2 separate regions of the Triticum aestivum genome follow, and region 2 is linked to region 1. Evidence: chromatin contacts called from public HiCAR-type data. All regions are on one chromosome and are shown on one strand. The core of a region is the stretch at or near the end of the contact, and the rest is flanking DNA. Distances in the headings are between cores, read along the strand shown.

The links. HiCAR-type assays count read pairs that join an accessible place to other places.
Region 2: a HiCAR-type map of leaf shows a contact between it and region 1, with 6 times the contacts expected there. The contact joins the promoter of LOC123090888 here to the promoter of LOC123090887 in region 1. A contact is called at or near these places in 3 of 5 Hi-C or Micro-C datasets (leaf and an unstated tissue) and 1 of 1 datasets of contacts at active chromatin or transcription factors (leaf).

What each region holds. Positions count from the first base shown.
Region 1 is chr4B:42,038,170-42,040,869 of IWGSC CS RefSeq v2.1, reverse strand. LOC123090887 (caffeoylshikimate esterase) reads left to right here and starts at 1,314. Exons shown (of 1, transcript XM_044512244.1): 1 at 1,314-2,655. The coding sequence starts at 1,499. The coding sequence ends at 2,479.
Region 2 is chr4B:42,487,634-42,490,333 of IWGSC CS RefSeq v2.1, reverse strand. LOC123090888 (65-kDa microtubule-associated protein 6) reads left to right here and starts at 1,436. Exons shown (of 10, transcript XM_044512245.1): 1 at 1,436-1,646; 2 at 1,746-1,952. The coding sequence starts at 1,542.

The DNA of each region.
Region 1 (2,700 bases), core at 65-2,564:
CTTTTCGGCCGGCCGATCGTCGGTGGCAGCGGAGGGACATGGCGGCTGCGGCGGCGGGAGACAGGGTGGCGAGGGAGGGGAGGGGAGGAGGAAGAGAGGCGCCTATTTTACTCGGGCGCCGCGGTAGTGAGTAAATTTAAGGAGATTTAAGGAAATATTGGGAGTTGGAGTAAAAATTATACTCCACTAAGCCGGAGAAGGGATCGGCTAGGGTACCAAGTGACCTCTCGTTAGGGCTCCTCCTCCACCTCCTCCTCCTCCTCCAAAAAAGAAAGTTAGGGTTTGTGCCTCTCGCCGGCGCCGACACAGGTCCGCCTCGCCTCCGGTGGCCCTAGGGCCATGGAGGCGCGGTGGATCCTGGCAAGGGCCGGCAGGAGGGCTCCGTTTTTAGTCGTTTTTTCAATCTTGTTAGGGTTTGTGTCCTACTCAGGAAGGCGAGACGGTGGCGGCTCCCTGAAGATGGAATAAAGGTCTCCCTGCCTAGCACCCGTTCCGGCGGTGCGTCTAGCATCGTTGGTGGGCGTGTGGATGTGTGTCTCTGGCAGATCTATCTTTGGTGGATTTGCTCGGATCTCGTCGTTGTTCGTCTACGTTCGTGTGTCTTCGGTTTGGATCCTTCCGATCTACGTTATTTTTCATCGGCGGCGGTTGCTGTTCTGGGGTGCTGGTCCTATGGGGCCTTAGCACGACGACTTCCCGACTGTCTACTACAACAAGTTGTGCCCGGCTCCAGCGATGGAGGAGCGATGACGGCGGCGCGCCTTCGGCTCGCTTTGGTGCTTGTAGCCGTCGCTAGGTGGTCTACGAATTTAGATGTAATTTTTATTTCTGGTATTCGTTGTACTGCCATGATTGAAAATGAATAGATTGAAAGTTTTTCCGGCAAAAAAGTGACCTCTCGTTGAAGGCATGTAAAATGCAGCATGGAGAAGCATATCGAACACCCCAGAATCCCAGATGGAACGAGGTCGTACCAGGAAATTGATTTGTTTGGCGCAATGAAAAGCTGTAGATCTGGTTCACGAGAATTTAATTCCGGGTACGTGATTTGGAACGAAAAGGACATCCCCATCGGTTCTTCAGTCTACACACACTGCTGTAAAGACGAGTAGGTGCGAAGCTGCGCCAGGAAAATCAATGTACGCTGATCAATAAATGCGTTTTGTCCTCTTCGCTGAGTGACAGATTTTTTCTTTCATTTTGTGGTCGACACAACAAATGGACTCTGTAGAAATTTCATATGTACTACAAATCGTATTATATTTGTCTACCCTGAATATGATATTTTAGTTAAGAATCGACGGTACCACGCCAACGCCATACCGTAGTACAGTAGCATCATTCATCAGCCGTCATCGGCCGATCCGCCTGTAGAGTCTGGTACTACTTCTTGCCAAATAAAATACCCTCCTCTCGCCCTCGTTTGCATCTACTACTCCAAGAACACACCAAATCAAGGGGAGCGCGCAGAGCGGGGTCAGAGCAGGAGAAAGCCATCATGGTGCATCCGGTGGCGGAGGCCGACGAGCGGAGCCCCTTCGGCCGGCTCACCGCCGAGGAGTACTACGCACGCCACGGCGTCACGCACTCCTCATCCACCTTCGTCAACCCGCGGGGGCTCCGCATCTTCACGCAGCGCTGGGTGCCCAGCGGGGACGCCCCCATCCTCGGCGCCATCGCCGTCGTCCACGGCTTCACCGGCGAGTCCAGCTGGATGGTGCTCCTGACGGCCGTCCACTTCGCCAAGCAAGGCTTCGCCGTCGCCGCCGTGGACCACCAGGGCCACGGCTTCTCCGAGGGCCTCCAGGCCCACATCCCGGACATCACCCCGGTGCTCGACGACTGCGAGGCCGCCTTCGCCCCCTTCCGCGCCGACTACCCGCCGCCGCTGCCCTGCTTCCTCTACGGCGAGTCCCTCGGCGGCGCCATCGCGCTGCTGCTGCACCTCCGGGACAAGCCGCGCTGGCGCGACGGCGCCGTGCTCAACGGCGCCATGTGCGGGGTCAGCCCCCGGTTCATGCCGCCGTGGCCGCTGGAGCACCTGCTCTGGGCGGCGGCCGCCGTGGCGCCCACCTGGCACGTCGCCTTCACCAGGGGGAACATCCCGGGCCGGTCCTTCAAGGTGGAGTGGAAGCGCGCGCTCGCGCTGGCCAGCCCGCGCCGCACCACGGCGCCGCCCCGCGCCGCCACCGCGCTCGAGCTCCTCCGGGTGTGCCGGGAGCTGCAGGCGCGCTTCGAGGAGGTGGAGCTGCCGCTGCTGGCTGTGCACGGCGGCGACGACACCGTGTGCGACCCGGCGTGCGTGGAGGAGATGCACCGCCGCGCCGGGAGCAAGGACAAGACGCTGCGCGTGTACCCCGGGATGTGGCACCAGATCGTCGGCGAGCCGGAGGAGAACGTGGAGCAGGTCTTCGCCGACGTCGTCGACTGGCTCAAGGCCCGGGCCGCCGCCGGTCCGCACTCCGCAGTAGTTGGTTAGTGGTTGGGTCACGCGTCGCGCGCGGGCCGTGTCAGGCAGGTGCGTCTTGTTCGGAGAGATCGATCGATCAATCATGGTCATGGGTAGGGCGTGCTCCGGCCCGGCGGTGTTGCCGGTGTGTGGTCCGTGGCCGGTTGGTTCAAGTACGGGCGCAATAAAAGAATCTGTTGACTTTACGTACGTCTTGATGAAATGAGATCTGGTCCTGCTGTGGTGTTGTG
Region 2 (2,700 bases), core at 187-2,686, 450 kb before region 1:
TCCTCCTTTTCCCATGCACTGATGCTTGCATGAAAAGTACGGGTAAACATCTTTCCGCTGGACCGTCCGGGTTTGTTTCTATGAAAATCCTGCAAATCCTGACGTGCATATGAAACATACTAGTACCTAACAAACATTGATACACATGTTGCACTAAAGTGGCGACACACATATAGTGCAAAATCTCATCAGGGGCAGCCGGCTGAGTGTTCTTGTTATTGATTGTTATTACTGGTTTAGTCATCGATCAACTACTCGTGCATGTCATGTCAGTGGCAGAGTAGTATATGCATGCAATTAACTACTCTCTCGGTTACTAAACATAAACCCTTTTAGAGATTCTATAGTAGGGACTACATGTGGAGCAAAAAAAATAAATCTACACTCTAAAATACGTCTATATACATCAGTACGTAGTCCATGTTAAAATATCTAAAAAGGATTATATTTAGAAACGAAGGGAGTATATACTGCTACATGCTCTGTTTTTCGACATGGCCTGCAAAGCAAAGCTTATTCTTTTCTTTTATCCATGTGGGAGTGCAACGGATGATGCAAATTATCTATGTTTCGGGTAGGTCTTCTTAATCTTAGTCAGATGGCAATTTCTTCCTTTTCCCATGCATGAAAAGTACGGGCAAACATCTTTCCGTTGCACCGTCCGGATTTCTATCTTTTTTTATATATTGAACTTCTGCTAAACCCTGACGTAAATATGAAACATAGTACCTAACTAACGAGACGCATGTTGCACTAGACTAGCGAGATAAATATATAGTGTTGTGCGAAATCTCGGTAGGGACAGCCGGCGGAGAGTTCTTGTTATCACTACTTCTCGTGCATGTCATGTCAGTTGCAGAGTATATATATGTATGCAATTAACTATGCGCATCAATCTGATTTTGACTAGGCCCGCTAAGCAAAAGCTAATTTTTTTTCCATGTGGGAATGCAACGGATGATGCAAACACCCCGGCCGTTCTTAATTCATTTGTTTGTGACGCGCGCAAGTCGGCAAGTGCCAATATCATATCTCAAAATTAGGGTTCATGACCAGCATGCATGATCGGTCGACGATGGTTCCAGGCCAACTGCAGCGCAGCCAGAATTAGGCATAAACAAACCACAAATCAGGCAGCATATTATCACACACCAAAACCCTGGCTGGCTTTATTAGCCAGGCTTCCTCTTCTCTTCCAATATGCTGTATTTCCTTTCCTTTTTGCTCTGCCCTACACGGAGTCAGTCGATCATCATCATCATCATCAGCGCGGCTGCTGGCTGGTCAGTGGTTACACACGGGGCCATCCGATACTTGTCGCGTACCGAGCCGCGGAGGCTGCGAGCGGGCCCGGCCTCCCGACCCGAGGCCCTGGCACTTTCAGCTATATATGCCCTCCTCTCCACCCGACGCACCCATCCATCAATCAGCGACGTCTACCTCTAGCTAGCTGGACGCTTAAACCCTCTCCCAACTCTCGAGCTAGCTGCTGCATCGTCGTCTCGTCTCCAACAGCCAGCCAGCATACGCGTGCAACGGCCATGGGAGAGCTCGCCGCCGAGCTGCTGTACAACATGGCGCCGCTGGCCCTGTCCGGCGGCGGTGCCGAGGTCGGCAGTTGCGCGCCCCTGCTCGCGGAGCTCAGGGTGCGTCCGACGATCCTCTCCCGGCCGGCTGGACTCTGTTCTGTTCTTTGAGTTTTCAAGTGTCGTGGTTTGACATGTGGAGTGGATGTGTGTGTGCAGCAACTGTGGGGGGAGATAGGCAAGAGCCGGGAGGAGAGGGAGCGGATGGTGCACGAGCTGGAGGCGGAGTGCACGCGGGTGTACCGCCGCAAGGTCGACGAGGCCACCGGCGAGCGCGCGCTGCTGCACCAGTCGCTCGCCGCCAGCGAGGCCGAGATCGCCGCCCTCACCGCCGCCCTCGGCGCCGAAAACTCCACGCAGTTCAAGGTAACTTACTCGGGGGCCTTTGGCAGGCAGGCGGCTATCCGCTTCTCCTTTCCCTGCACCTTTTCAGTACTTATTACTTTGAGGAGTCAAAGAAAAATCCCGCATTAACTGTAAGATGTTATATTTTCAATATTATGATATTTACATGATCACCCAAAGTATATAGTTTTGCATTCCTTTTTAGAGTCAACCCGAAGGAAGTCCATTCGAGCACGAGGCGCAGGAATTCTAAAACTTAATAGAAGTTTAAAACCTTTAGCTTTAGAATTGATATTGATGCAAAGGCTGGGGATTCCCTCCTTTTCAAAAAATAAATAAAAAAACTTGATCTCTATCGGTCTAAGATTGTCAAGAATATTTCATAAACATACAGTCTTTTCAGCCTATCCATAAAGGGAAATATAGACTTGTAACGAATCGTTTCAGAGAATCAAGCTCCTTTGTATTGTTGTTTAAAAATAAAAAATAAAGGTATAACTGATACTAGGATGAAGAGAGAAATGGAGGTAGCTGTCATGTGGGTCCTAGCTAACTAGGATGGCGCCGTGGAGTGGTCAACTTGCCACGGCAATAGTCATAGCCAGCGAAACTCGTTTGGGACCAAGTAGACCTTTTTAACGAGTTTAGACTTTAGAGGCACAAACATGCATTATAGGAGTAAGGTGGAAGCCCTCCTTTGGTTCAAAGGTAAAGTGAGGGAAACACATAGGAATAGAAAAAAGAAATGAAGGAAAAATTTCTTTGGTCT